2 separate regions of the Manis pentadactyla genome follow, and region 2 is linked to region 1. A link is a contact called in public Hi-C data. All regions are on one chromosome and are shown on one strand. The core of a region is the stretch at or near the end of the contact, and the rest is flanking DNA. Distances in the headings are between cores, read along the strand shown. Region 1 holds the start of NUDT1 (nudix hydrolase 1). Region 2 holds the start of ELFN1 (extracellular leucine rich repeat and fibronectin type III domain containing 1).

What was found. A called contact is a pair of places that touch in the nucleus more often than the background predicts.
Region 2: a contact with region 1 is called in a Hi-C map of skin fibroblasts, with 7 times the contacts expected there. The contact joins the promoter of ELFN1 here to the promoter of NUDT1 in region 1. A contact is called at or near these places in 2 of 3 Hi-C or Micro-C datasets (fibroblasts and skin fibroblasts).

What each region holds. Positions count from the first base shown.
Region 1 is chr10:103,448,814-103,455,440 of mManPen7.hap1, reverse strand. NUDT1 (nudix hydrolase 1) reads left to right here and starts at 3,433. Exons shown (of 4, transcript XM_036932858.2): 1 at 3,433-3,549; 2 at 5,071-5,237. The coding sequence starts at 5,086. MRM2 (mitochondrial rRNA methyltransferase 2) reads right to left here and starts at 3,524. Exons shown (of 3, transcript XM_036932857.2): 1 at 3,402-3,524; 2 at 1,282-1,571. The coding sequence starts at 3,409.
Region 2 is chr10:103,913,328-103,919,954 of mManPen7.hap1, reverse strand. ELFN1 (extracellular leucine rich repeat and fibronectin type III domain containing 1) reads left to right here and starts at 3,304. Exons shown (of 2, transcript XM_036932834.2): 1 at 3,304-3,571.

The DNA.
Region 1 (6,627 bases), core at 2,184-4,683:
TATTTTCAGCTCTGGGAAGTGGGACATCTCACACCTCACTTTATACACTTGCCTTGAACATCCCATGTACTGTGTACCCTCAGGAAGGGCCCACTAAAGGCAAATGGCTTTGTGTGCAGTTTTGCGACTTCTGGGAAGAAAGGAAACCAAGTCATTTTATCCACACACTCTCCTTCTGCCACTTCATCCTACAAGTTAACTTGGCTATATTAAACAGAAACCAAAGTCAGTTGTTAGGAGGTCTGTGGATAGGCTCACTGGTGGGAAAAGACAAATAAGCTTCTGACACAAATTCATTTACTTAGTCAATAAATATTTATTGAGCTAAAAAAAATTTTTTGAAAGCTATTCTAGAGCCCTGAACCATCCCATCCTTAGCGATGAGGCTGATGGAACAACCTGGGGAGCAGCATTCCCAGGGGACTAAACTGAACCTCAACTTCCTCATTAGGAAAATGGGAACAGGTACCTCAGTGAACTGCCACATATGTCATATAATGCCAGCGCATGCATCAGCCCCAGGCTTTCCAGCAGACGATACAAGGGTGAGCATGTTCACCACAGTATCGTACACACTAGTGGAAGACCTGAGAGCAACCGGATGCCCAAGAGGAGACTGCCTAAACCAGCAGTATAACCAGCCTCTGTAATACTACACAACCGTCCAAAGGATAACATTGTTTTCTAAATTATGCGGCTGGATGGCTTGTTAATCATGGAATTCTTTTTTATATAGGAAATTTTTGACAAAACCCTCAAATATGAAACAGATAAAAGCTGGGTCCCTCAGGCTGAGCCAGAGCAGAGAATCCAGAACCCTGGCCAGGAGGGCCCCCCTGGGCAGGCCAAGTGGAACCTGGAACCCCCTGAGGTTAAGTCAGTTGTACTGTCATGGAAAGAAGTCAACATAACATGCAGGGATAAAAGTAGCTCCATTAAGGTTCCAAATTAGCAAGAAGAGTGTGTCTAACACCATTTTTTAAAAAGAAAATGTACGGTTACATACGCAAAACCGAATTCTAGGATGCACACCAACATGTTGATACACACTTTAATGTGGTGTGATGTGCGGTGATTTTAATCAGTACACCTGTCTACCTTGCCTTTCATTCTGAAAACGTCAGTGTCTATGTTCATCATTACTACTAAACAACCAGCTCAGGGGTATGTGACTCTGGAAAGTGCCCCACTGGCACTACGTGTCCTCTGGCGGAGGGCACTAGCTGCCTCAGTCACAGACTCCTGAGGTCAGAGGCCCTCAGAGCAGCGTGGAGGCCCCACCTGTGCCTGCAGCGTTGACTTTCCGCACTGCCACCTGGCTCCACGCCCCCGGTGCTGCCCCACAGTCTAACACCCGGAAGCCAGGCTGCAGGATCCGGTGCTTCTCGTTCACCTCCAGAAGCTTGAAGGCACTTCGACACCGGTAACTCTCCACCTTGGCAGCTTTCACAAATGGGTCCTTCAAGTGCCGCATCAGCCACAGGTGCTCCACACCAGTCCGACCCTTGAAGGTACTCCCAGCAGCGTGGAACCCCTGGCGCTGGAGGGACACTCGCACCAGCTTCAAGGACCTGTTGAGAGAGAGGCAGCAAGCAGGCATCACACAGATGGGGAGGTCGCCAGTGTGAGGGACTCTTGGCTCAACCCACACATTGTGGGTGATGGAGCACGGAGGCCCAAGACAAGGGGAGGCTTGACCATACTACACAGCCAGGAAGTGGGTATGGTGGCTGAACTGCGGCCCCCCAGAAACTCCTATGTTGAAGTCCTAACTCCCAGGACCTTGAAATGTAACTAGTCTTTAAAGAGGCAATTAAAATGAAGTCATGGGGGGAGGGCCCTAACCCAGTCTGACTGGTGTCCTCACGAGAGGAAATAAGGACACACAGAGGGATGGCCACATGAGGACACAGGAGAACATGGTAACTGCCAGTCAAAGAGGGTGGCCACAGAAGGAACCAGCCCTGTGACGCCCTGATGTCTAGCTCGCAGACTGAGAGCAACAGTTTCTGCTGTTTGGGCTGTCCATCCTCGGTGCTCTGTTATGGACTGAGCAAGCTCACCCAGCAGGCATCTACCCTTCAGTCAAGGGGCTTTCTCTCATGAAGTTTTGTTCAGAAGGAAAGCTCAGACAGCAACAATAGTCACCTCATTTGTGTCAACAAAAATGTTCCCATCCTGGGTGGGTACTGATAAAATTAAGGAAGGTATATTCTTTCTCTTCTAGTACAAAATCTGGGCTCTGAGACTGCTAGAACACCCGAGGAGCACAAGCCCCACCTTAGTCCCACCACTTCAGCAGCTGGCACCAGGCCTGACCTGCCACGTTTCTTAATAAAACTGAACTCAACCTGCATGAACAGTTGAAGGGCAATTTCCAAGTCTCTTTGGCAAAGTTAGGTTTTGAACAGTTTGTCGACTGCCACACCTCCCCTCATTTAAATCTCAAAAGAGCCATACGAAGTAGGTCCAAATCCATTTCTTTTTTATGAAGAAAGAGCTATTATTATCCCCACGGCTCTAGGCCAAAAGCCCTTCAACACCACAACACCAAAGCACGATTATAAGATTTGTTAGAGACAGTAACTCCAGAATCATTGCCTTCAAAAGACAAAAGGGGTCTCATGGGAAGAGAGCACAGTGGTCCAGGGCGCCAGAACTAATTCCAGGGATCGGGGAAGGAGTGAAGAGCAAAGAAGCACGCCCCCAAGCCGCCTGATTTGGGCAGCTGACCTCCAGCGCCACCCCGCGTCCTGCATTCAGTCACACCGGCCTCACCTTTCTCGCAAGTCGGATGCCACAGCCTTCAGGCCAGCGGTGCTCTTCCTAAGTTCCACCTCACCTGCAGGCCGCCTCGCCGCCCCCTCTTCTCCACCTGCGGTCACCTCGCCCGCCCCCCAACCTGCAGTGTGCCACCTCGCAGGCCCATCCTCTCCACCTTCAAGTCACCTCGCCGCCCCCTCCTCTCCACCTGCAAGTCACCTCGCAGGCCCATCCTCTCCACCTGCAGGTCACCTAGCCCGCCCCCCCACCTGCAGCCCCACCTTGCCGCCCCCTCCTCTCCACCTGCAGGGTGAGCTCGCCCGCCCCCCCACCTGCAGTGCCGCCTCGCAGGCCCATCCTCTCCCCCTGCAGGCCGCCTCGCCGCCCCCTCCTCTCCACCTGCAGGTGACCTCGCCCGCCCCACCACCCAAAGTCCCCTGCAGCTCTCAGCCCGCTTGTCGCTCCTCCGCCAACGGCTCGCCTCCCGTCTGAAGTGCCCAGAGTCCCCTAGTCGCCATGCCCGAGCAGGCCGTGTACGGCCAGGCCGGAAGTGGATTCGGCGCCCCTGTTCTGACGAGGAAACCGGGCGCGAGCCCCAGGCGACCCCGGTCCCCCGCACGCCCTCACAGCCGACTCACCGCGCCATGGCCGCCGGAAGTGCGACCGACTTCCGGCCCGAGGACACGCCCCCGGCGGCGGCGCGCGGTGGGACGGCGAGCCCCGCGGCCGCGCTGCCAGGTGAGCCAGGGACTCCGAGGAGCCGGGCCCAGGAGAGCGAGGCACCAGGTGAGCTTGCGGACCCGGCCAGCGCGAGAGCGAGGTCGGGACCAGTGGAGCAGAGGCCGCAGAGGAGGGAGGAGGTGGATCTGGCGCAGGGGTCATGGGACCTGGGGCACCGGGACCCTGTGAAGGACAGACAGGACAGGGAACCTTCATTTACCGAGTGGCCAGGTGTGCAAGACTCAGCCTGGTGCCCTGTGTATATTGTGTCTTTCGACCCTGATTAAGGGGCTTCAGTTTACAGATGACTGGACTCAGAAGCCACATGGCTAACAGGTGGGCCGCGCAGCCCTGATGCCAGCCTCCCTGGTCCCTGCCATTAGCTAGGCTCTCTGAGGACCTGACCAGTTGTAGTACAAGCCTCTCGTTTCTGGACCTGGGGCCACCTAGATATCAACAGCCAGTAGACCCAGCTCTGGGCCCTGGCTCTGCTGTTTGACCTCAGGTCAGTCTTCACCTCTCTGAGCTTCATTTCCGCCTCTGAATATGGGGAAAGCAGGTCTTTGCGCACAGTTGTTGGGTCTGTGAAGTGGGGTGGATTTTGTAAAGAAGTCTGAATAAGTGAGTGCCGATGTACCTCGTATCCGCCTCCCTCTCGCCCTCACAGTTTACTTGGGAAGCCAGGGCCATGGGCATAAACAATTTGGTGCCAGGACAAAGTATGCAGGCCTAAAGGGCTTGACCCCCAGAGCCCGCCCCTTCCGCCTGACCTACCCCACCGCCAGGACTCCGCTACAGGTCCCGTTTATCAGAAACCGTAACTAAAAATAAAGCATGGGGTCCCAGGCCCTCCACCCTGCATCTCCTCAGGTGTGGTCCCTGGAGCAGGAGACATGTTCGGTGACCCCAGGCTGGAGTAGGGACGGGCCGGCAGGGCACCTGGCCCTGGTCCTCCACCATCTCTCCAGCAGCAGCCCAGACATCATCCAGCCCAGGCAGAGTCTTTCTCTGGACTACACACCATTTTTCTTTCTCTGGATCATTGAAGCAGGAGGCCCCTTGTGGTTCCAGTGCCCTCCCCAAGTGCCAGGTCCCAGAGCAACAATAGCTGTGGGCAAAATATAAACTATGACAAGAGGGAGGGCCCAGGAGCCATGCATTTCCTGGGACTCTGGAGGTCTGCTACTGCAGAGAGGCAGACGCCAGACCCCAGTAGGCCAGTCCCCCATTCATGAAAGGCCAAGGGCAAGATCTGACCCAAGGACTGATGGATGAACTGCATGGTTTCCTTGGTGCCAGCTGGGCACAGGCTGACAGAGGACCAAGAACAGCCCCGTGCCAAGGAAGGAAGGGGAAGATAGAGCCATCTCCTGACCTGCTGGCCAGCAAAGGGCCAGGGCATTGAGGCCACTGCGTTCTGAGAGTCAGGCGTCTGTTGTACTAGATGATCATTTGTTCACTGACAGGTTTCCCCTCCCTGCCTTTCAGAACATGTTTCTGACTTCCCTGCCCCCAGCCATCGCAACACGCTGATTCCATCCTCGTCCTGTTCCCACCCAAACTGACCCAGCCCTCTTCCTTCTCAAGGGGCCCCCAGGGACCATGGGCACCTCCAAGCTCTACACCCTGGTGCTGGTCCTTCAGCCTCAGCGAGTGCTCCTCGGCATGAAGAAACGAGGCTTCGGGGCTGGCCGGTGGAATGGCTTCGGGGGCAAAGTTGAGGACGGAGAGACCATCGAGGAGGGGGCCAAGAGGTGAGGGAGGCGTGGGCCTGAGCACAGAACCAGCTGCAGAGCCTGACCCGATTTCCCCACTTAGAGCTTGGGGCCTGGGGCGTGTACTGGGTCCGAGCCTGCAAAATGGGAATCATAAAAGTCACAGTTCCTCTTAGGGTTGTCAGGAAGATCAAGGACATGACACGAGGACTTGGAAGAGTAGTCAGTGCTGAGGACAGGAGCTGTAGTCGGGGGCGGGAGCAGTTAGGATGCATTTGGGGAGTGTGTGTGGCTTGAGAAGTCCTGGCTTCCTTTCCAGTGAGGGGTGTGCCCAGGCCCTTGGCTCTTGTGCAGGGGAGCTGATGAGTGTTTCGACTGGATGCTTTTGCACGGTGTCAGGTAATCCTCAGCACAATCCACAGCCTCCCATGGGAAGGAACCAAGGCTCTGAAGGTCAAGCAGCTTTGCTGAGATACCTCAGCCCCCCAGACGTCAGCCTGTGCCTTCCTCTCTCCTCACAGGCATGTGTGGAGGAAACTGGGGGGTCAACATCGCAAAGCGCTGCACAAACTGTAGCTCCTGTTAATGTCATTCTGGGAGCGTTGGCAGCCATCAGGCCACCTTCCCCGGAGAAGAGAAGAGCTCCCCAAATGCACACTAATGAGGTTTCTGAAAGGCAGGAAAGCTGGCAACGTTGCAGCCCAGTGGCTTTCAAGTTTGGGGTGTTTTTTTTTTTAAGTCAGAAGTCAGAGTAAAAAATGTTTATACTCTGATAACAGCAAAACACTTCCTATGTGAAAGTATTCCAGTGTAGTCCCCATGCTTTATTTGAATCACCAGTCACAGTCTACTAAGCTGACTTCACAGTGCACAGCAGGCCATGGCCCACAGTTTGAAAGCCCTGCATGGTGTTCCCACCGTGCACCTCCGCTCCTCGGCCTGGAACCCAGGGTTGCAGCCACCGATGCCCTTAGTCATTTGTTTTTGCAAAAAAAAAAAAAAAAGCCCAGTCTTGTGAGACTCTGGCACTTAGCCCTGTGAGCCATGCCTGGGTTGGGATGGGCTGCAGGAGAAACAGAGTGGAGAATGGACAGCAATGGGGGCGCAGGTGGTCACTTTGCCAACCGCAAACATGTCCTTCCAAGACTGGTCCTTGGGTCACTGGTTTATGTAACACCCACCACTACTGCTCAGTGTCAGACACAGAGGAGCAGGTCCCAGCCACTGCCCCTAGTCGCTGCTGGGCCCTGGGGGTGTGCAGAGAGCAGGTCTAGTGGACACCCAGTGGTCCGGGGCATCCGGAATAGAGGGAGGGCAGGTAAGGGCCCAGAACTCCCAAAGGGCCTGCCATTCGGTCCCGGCAAGTGGAAGGTGGAGGGGCACCATGCCCCAAAGCACCGGGAGCTAAGGAGACCCCTTGGGAGGGGCC
Region 2 (6,627 bases), core at 2,055-4,554, 460 kb before region 1:
CTAGAAGTAAAGGGTGGGCAAAAGGGTACAAGTATTTGGAATCCTGACATTATTTCAGAGGTTCCAAGAGTGTCTGCTTCCCCACACTGCTGCAATAGGGTGTGTCACTAAATTTCTTATCCTTCACTCATCTGATGAGTGAAAAACCAACGGGAAGAGTTTTAATTTACATTTCTGTTGTTAAGTATGGGGCTAGGTATTTTTCCATATGTTTAAACATCCTGTTTATTGTCTTTTCTGTTCATAACCTCTGCCCATATTTTTCCCTTTTGAGTATTTTTCTTATTGATTCATAAGAGCTCTTTACATATGGGGACATTGGCTCTTTGCTTGGAATATGAGTTGAATATACTCTTTCTTTTATGGCTTTTGGGTTTTATGGGTATTTGTTGTCACTCCTGTGAAGTTCTGGCCACAGCAAGAGATTGTCACCCTTTTTCTGTGGGTTCAATTTCTCAGGATGGGTGTGGAGAGGGTTCTCCATATTAATTCCCTCCTCCCTTTCCATGCACACCTTCAGGTCACTGACTGACCTGCCTAGGTCACTTACACCCAGCTTCAGGGTTGCAGGGACACATGGTGAGCATCATTCATTCTGAAAGCACCACTCTCTCTGCTGGTCCAGGATGAAGGTGAGTCAGACTGTCCTGCTCCTGAGCTCACAGTCTGTTGGAAGATCTAATGCGGCAAGTACTCGGCCAGGGAATCCCAAGGTATCCAGGGGCACAGGCACAGAGGGGATCCCCAGGCCTCAAGAGCCCTCCCTGCCCAGCTTGCTTCTCCCCAAAGAGCACTGGGCTGGGTCTGTGGCTGGTTTGTTTTAATAAATACGAAATCTTGCTGACCCAGTTCCTGTGCAGCTAGAATCCTCGTCTCCCTGGAAATGGAGATGTTAATAGTACTCACTTCTGGGGTGGCTACGAGGATGCAACCAGGAAGCACATGTCTGACACACAGAGGTGAATTTTGTGACTCCATATGGGTATGTGACGGGGTAGGTGTGGACAACCCATATTTGATTTAGAGGTGTATGGAGCAGGATGCCATTATAACTGGCTATACCAGCTGGGCTTTTGTGAGGGTGGGGCAATGTCCTTCCTGTCCCCAAACTCTGGGGCAGGGGCAGGGGTTGAGGGAGAGGTTGGTAGGGTGAGGTCAGGGCTGTAGACATGCAGTGTATGGGTGTAATGTGTGTGTCTCAACAGAAGACTGCATGCGGCTTTCGGGGGGATGAGTATCTGAGTGAGAGAGGAGAGAGAGCAAGAGATACTGCCTCACAACAGGAAGGCCCAGGGCAGGAGGGGTCCGGCTTTGTTTAGCCCAGAAAGACCCACCTCTTTCCCACTCCTCCCTCCAGGTCTGCCCTGGGGTCTCCCATTCCAGCTTGAAGGGTGTCTGGCCTTTTGAGGGGGGGCAGCAGGTAGGCGCTGCCTTCTCAGAGAAAACAAGGGCATATTTCAACATTGCAAGGATCTGGAGAGGCAGTTGGAGGCGAAACGCAGGAAAGGCCTGGACTTTGGACAGGAGAGCTCCCCTCTGGCAGAACAGCTCCTGGGGAACCAGGTCAGGGACTCTCAAGACTCTGAGGTTTGGGGAGAGAGAAAGTGGGAAAGGGGCAGCATGCTGGCCTAGTCTACAGAGGGGCAGTGTACCACTAGGGACCTAGGTAACAGAGAGCCCAAGGCCGGCCTCTGTCCCCACATGACAGTCCCAGGAAGTCTGAGTGCTCCTACGCATGACCTCAAGGACAGGACAGCCAGCAGATAGTGGCTTCTACCTTGCTCGTCAGCCTCTAGGTCCCTGAGTGCAGGGGAAAAGTGGTAGCTTCTCGACCCCCACCCCCCTTTGGGGTCTTGGTTCCCCGGCTCTCCCTTGGGGACAGAGAGTTTGCAGAGAGAGACTCGGGGTGGGGTGGGAGAAGCGCGGGGCGGACCGCGGCTGGCCAGTGCTGCAGGCTGGATGGAGTTTACAGGCTGCGAGGAGGCCTGTGGACCGGACCCTGAACCGGAACCCTGCGCGTCTATCTCGAACGCTCCAGCCTTTGCCTTAGTTCCTCGTAGCATCACGCACCATTCCCGCGCCTGTCCTGGGGTCACCTCCCAGAGGGGCACCCCTGGGACAGCCGCCTCCCTTTCCAGCAGCCCCTCCCCTTTGCCGTGCGCATTCCCAGGCTCTCAGCTCGGCCCCCACAGCCTCTGCCTGCCTTGGCCGGCCGCGGGGCAGGGGCGCAGTGCAGGGTCGGCGTCCGAGGGTCGCGCCCGCGCCCGCGGGGGTGCGGGGTCCGCAGATCCAAGTCCACTGCTCGGAAGCGGCGCTCAGCCCGTGCCGGGCGGGGGCGCTCTTAAGCCGGTTTGGAATTTTTACCCAACGCGCCAGTCGCAGGCCGGGGCAGGGGCGGTGGGGAGTGGGAGCCGCCCCGGGGGCGACGTGGACGCTGCCTGCGGACTCGCGGCGACGAGGGGACTGTAAATTGAAAACCATGTTTAGAGGTCAACGCAGAGATTTAGGGCCCCCGAGGATTCGGGAGGCGAACGCGGGGACAGTGGGATCGGCGGGAGGAAAATCCGCTAAACCGAACCTTCCGGGAATCGGAAGGGGCCTGGCTGGTCCACGCCCCCTCTCTTCCCCCAGCGGAGGCAAGGCGAGCAATGGGAGGGGCAATGAGGGGTGGCGATCTGCGGTAGGGCCAGTCCTGAGGGCGCGACCACCCTCTCGTCCCCACCCCCTGAAACGCGCGCCCCTGCGGGATACGCTTTTCACTCGCGGACACGCGCGTCCACACAGGGTCTGACTTCGGGTCAACTTTCACGCTGTTCCCTCTGTGTGTCCACGGCTGTGTCCGCACGCGCGTGCACATCTCCGCCCCAGGGGCCCATCTCCAAACGCCACCTTGGGAGCTTCTGCTCCCCGCGGTGGCCTGGGGCGGGGACAGGGGCGCGCAGACAGGCCCAGAGTAGCTGGCGAGGATGCCTCGGGGTCCCCCACGACTCCCACCGCACGCTTCAACTTCCCCTCCCGCGTCGTCCTCCAGGTACCCCCGGTCCACCGACGTGCGGGAGCGACCCCCACAGCCCGCCCCTCCGGCCGCCCCCTCTCGCGTCCACCGCCCCTCCTCCCTCCCGCTCCAGCTCCTACAGGAAACCTTCCATCACGCTCAGAAAGAATGTGCCACAGTCTCGGCGCTGCCGCGGCCGCCGCCACTGCGCCCGCGCCCGAGCCGGAGCCGCCGCTCCCCCGCCTGCCCGGCCGGCCCCGGGCTCGGAGCGCGCTGTCCCCGCCGCCGCCGCCCCGCGCTCGCCCCGCGCTTGACGCAGTGAGAGCCGCAGCCCGGCTCCCGCCGGCTCCGCTCCGCTCCCCGTCGCAGGCCGAGCCCAGCCCGGCGGGCCCCGGGAGGGGCGGGCAGGGCGCGAGGGGGAGGAGATCTGTCTGGAGCCAGCAAGCCCGGCGGAGGAAGAGGAGGAGGAAGGAAGGGAAGGCGCCGCCGCCGCCGCCGCCGCGCTCCAGGGACCTGGGGGCGCGCGCTCCGCTCGCCCTGGCCGTGCCTCCGGCCCCCGGCCCGCCCCCGGCCCAGGTAGGAAGGGGCTCATGGGGGAGGGGGCTGCGCGAGGCTGCGGGGGCTGGGGGTCTCTTCTGCGGCAGCTTGCGGGGCTGGTTGGTCCCCGCCCCTGGAGGAGGCGGGGAAGATGCCCACCCTGGCGGCAGTGGGGGCGGGCACGGGGGTCCCCAGAGGCTCTCGCAGCCCGGGCCACCCAGCCCCACGTCCTACCCCGAGTGTCCGTGCCGGGGCCGAGTACCCCACCCCGGGCTTGGGTTATGGCGTGTGGGGTCCGCGGTTCCCGGTTCCCCCAATCCCCTTGGTTCGGAGGCGGGAGTACCCGAAGTTAGCGGTCGCGGAGAGCCGGTCGGACAAAGTTCCGTCCCGGACGGCGCGGCTCGAAGGCCCGGGACCCCGGACCCCTCGGGCTAGGAGGCGCGACGGGGACCCCGAAACTTTCCTGAGCGTTGTGAGCGCGGAGGGCGGTCTGGACAGGGAGCGGAGAAAGGGGTGGTCTTGCTTGCGAGCGCATGATGGTAGCCGCGGCGCCCCAAGTTGGCCCGGAGACTGTCTCCCCAATCTGGGACCCAATCTCGTAATTGAGGGCGGGCAGGCAGTGGACTCTGGGTGGCTAGCCTCATCACAGTGGGCGTGGGGGGAGCGGCGCTGCGCCTCGCACGGCGAAGCCCTTGGAGGGGGTGTTGCAGGACACCCTCCCTCCCCCATGTCCGGTCTCCAAGCTCTGCCCGCCGATGCCGAGCTCGCGCGAAGGACCCGGCTCGCGGCTATTAATAGGCGCCTGTGACCAGAGCCTCTCCTGCCCGCCGGGGAAGCTGCGAAGCGGGGCTTGGCCGCGGGGTAGGGCGGGATCCCGGGCTCAGAGCTGTCCCCCTTCCCACCTCTCCTGGTCCCCTTCCTGTCTCTCCTCCTTCCTTGCCCCCCTCTGTGCTCCCAATCTTTTCTCTCCGGTCTCGGGGTGTCGCCCCCAACTTTTTCTCTTCCCAAACTGCACAGTGTGGCCTGTCCGTCCCATCAATCGGGGGCCCAGGCCAGACCGGATTCGATCACAGTTCCCAGCCGAGTCCTCCTTTGCTGAGTGTGTGTGGGGTCCCTGCGGCCAGGCTGCTGGGGATGAGCGGGAACTTCCTCCACCCGCCCTTTCTCCCAAACTGCACACCGGCGCGCGACACGTCCGCCCCTCCACGCCCGCACCCCTCGCGGGCCGCGGCCACCCCATCTGAGGGCCTGGTTATCGGGGGTCGCCGTGGGAGGGGACCTAGGAAGCTCCTGAGAGCGTTTTGGGGTGTAACAACAGCTGCGTGTGCAGGGAGGCAATGCCCTGGTGGCCGCCCTTCCAGCGTCGCCTTCGCGCACCCGAAGGCCCAGGAATTCTTCCCTCCCCCCACCCCGCCCGATCCGATCCGAGCTTGAGTGGATTTGAATATCTGGGGGACGGGAATACGGGTCCTTATTCCCGTCTGACCATTGCAGAGCCCAGCCCCACGGAGCCTGGGGGTCTTCGTCCCCTGGGGCTGGTTGCCGGCCCCGCCCCCTCCGCCAACTCCGGGACCCCGACGCCCTCCAGCGCTCGCGTGCTGCGCGGCAGCCCTCTCCGAGCTGCGGTGAGCGACGTGTCGCGTCCTTTCCCCTGCTCTGGGTCTGGGGGTGGCGCAGGGGGCGTGGGGCGCAGTGTCGGGTCCCTGACAGATGTCCTCGAGGCGGCGGCGAAAGAGTCTGTCAGAGAATTGATGACTTACACGCAGGCCGCCAATCGCCGCGGCCACGGGGGAGGGGCGACCCAGCCGAGGCTGGGGGACGAGGTCGCAACCGGCTACGCAGCGTCCTCTCCGGGTGGGGGTGCGGCGGGAGGGCCCCGACGCCAGCTGTTCTGCATTGCCTCTAACCCCGTGGCCCCAGCTCTGTCCTTCTGTGTCTGCGCCCGGTTGCTGGGACGCTCCCGACGGGACCTCTACCGAGCTCCTCCAGTTGACCTCTGGGCCCCTTCGGCCGAGCCCTGACGCTGGGCGTCCGCGTACTTGCCTGGGGAGGTCAGGCAGTGAGAGGCAAGGGCGGTGTGAGGCCTCCGGCCTCGTCGTGCACGCAGCAGAAATGGGCTCATAGTCCTTGGGCCGGGGCAGTAGCCAGCAGGTCCTGATGTAACTGGGCAGGCTCCTAGCACAGACGCTGGCACGCAGGAGAGACCGGGCCAACGCCGCCCCATTCAAGACCAAAGCCAGAGAGCTGCTTGGCCAGCGAGGGCCTGGGGAGCCCGCTGGAAAGGGGGATGGGTCACCACTGGCAGGGGGTGCCTAAAAAAGGCTGCGCTGAGGCCTTGAGTCTCTCCTGGGCGGGGCCCACACTGAATGAGGCAGGAGGCGGTAGGTTGCTTTCTCAGACCTTCCAAGAGTGACCAGCCGTTCCTCTGGGGGAAGACGTTTCTCCCCAGTCAGGCAGGCACCAGCTGGGGAGGCCCCTTAGCAGGAGGAGAGGGGAGCCCTCTCCTCCAGCTCTCGGCCCTCTGTGCCCAGGCCTGGCACACCTGAGGCTGTAGTACCTCGCTGGTGATAAACAAGGGCCTGTCCTTAGCCTGCTGGGCCAGAGGGCTGGGCAGGGGGCAGCCCAAGGAGAAAGGCTTCACTCCGATGTCCCAAATGGCCCAGCTGCCTTCTTCCTTCTGCCTCCCCAGACCCTGGGAGCTGTTGTATATTTCCCGCTGGCTGTACCACCCCCCCGCATGGTGTGTAACAAGGGGTACCCCGGTTTTTCTCCTAGCACCCTGGCTATGGCTCTGTACCCATGTACCCACTCTCAAAGGCGCCCCACCCACCAGGCAGGAGGGGGGCCACTCAGCACTAAATTGCCACATTCGGCCTGGGTCGGTGGGCAGCTCTGAGCCCACTCCTGCTTCGTGGTCAGCCTTCTGTTGGGGGCACGGGACTGCCAGTCCATATAGGGTTGCTTGAGCTGTGGGCGTTCATTCACATTCCCTCTCCGGTGCCCCACACACTATAGGATTTATCTTGATTTGCTGCCTTTGAATTGAGTCAACTCTTTTGTATGCTCGTTGAATTGCCCAGCTGCTGGCGGGAGCG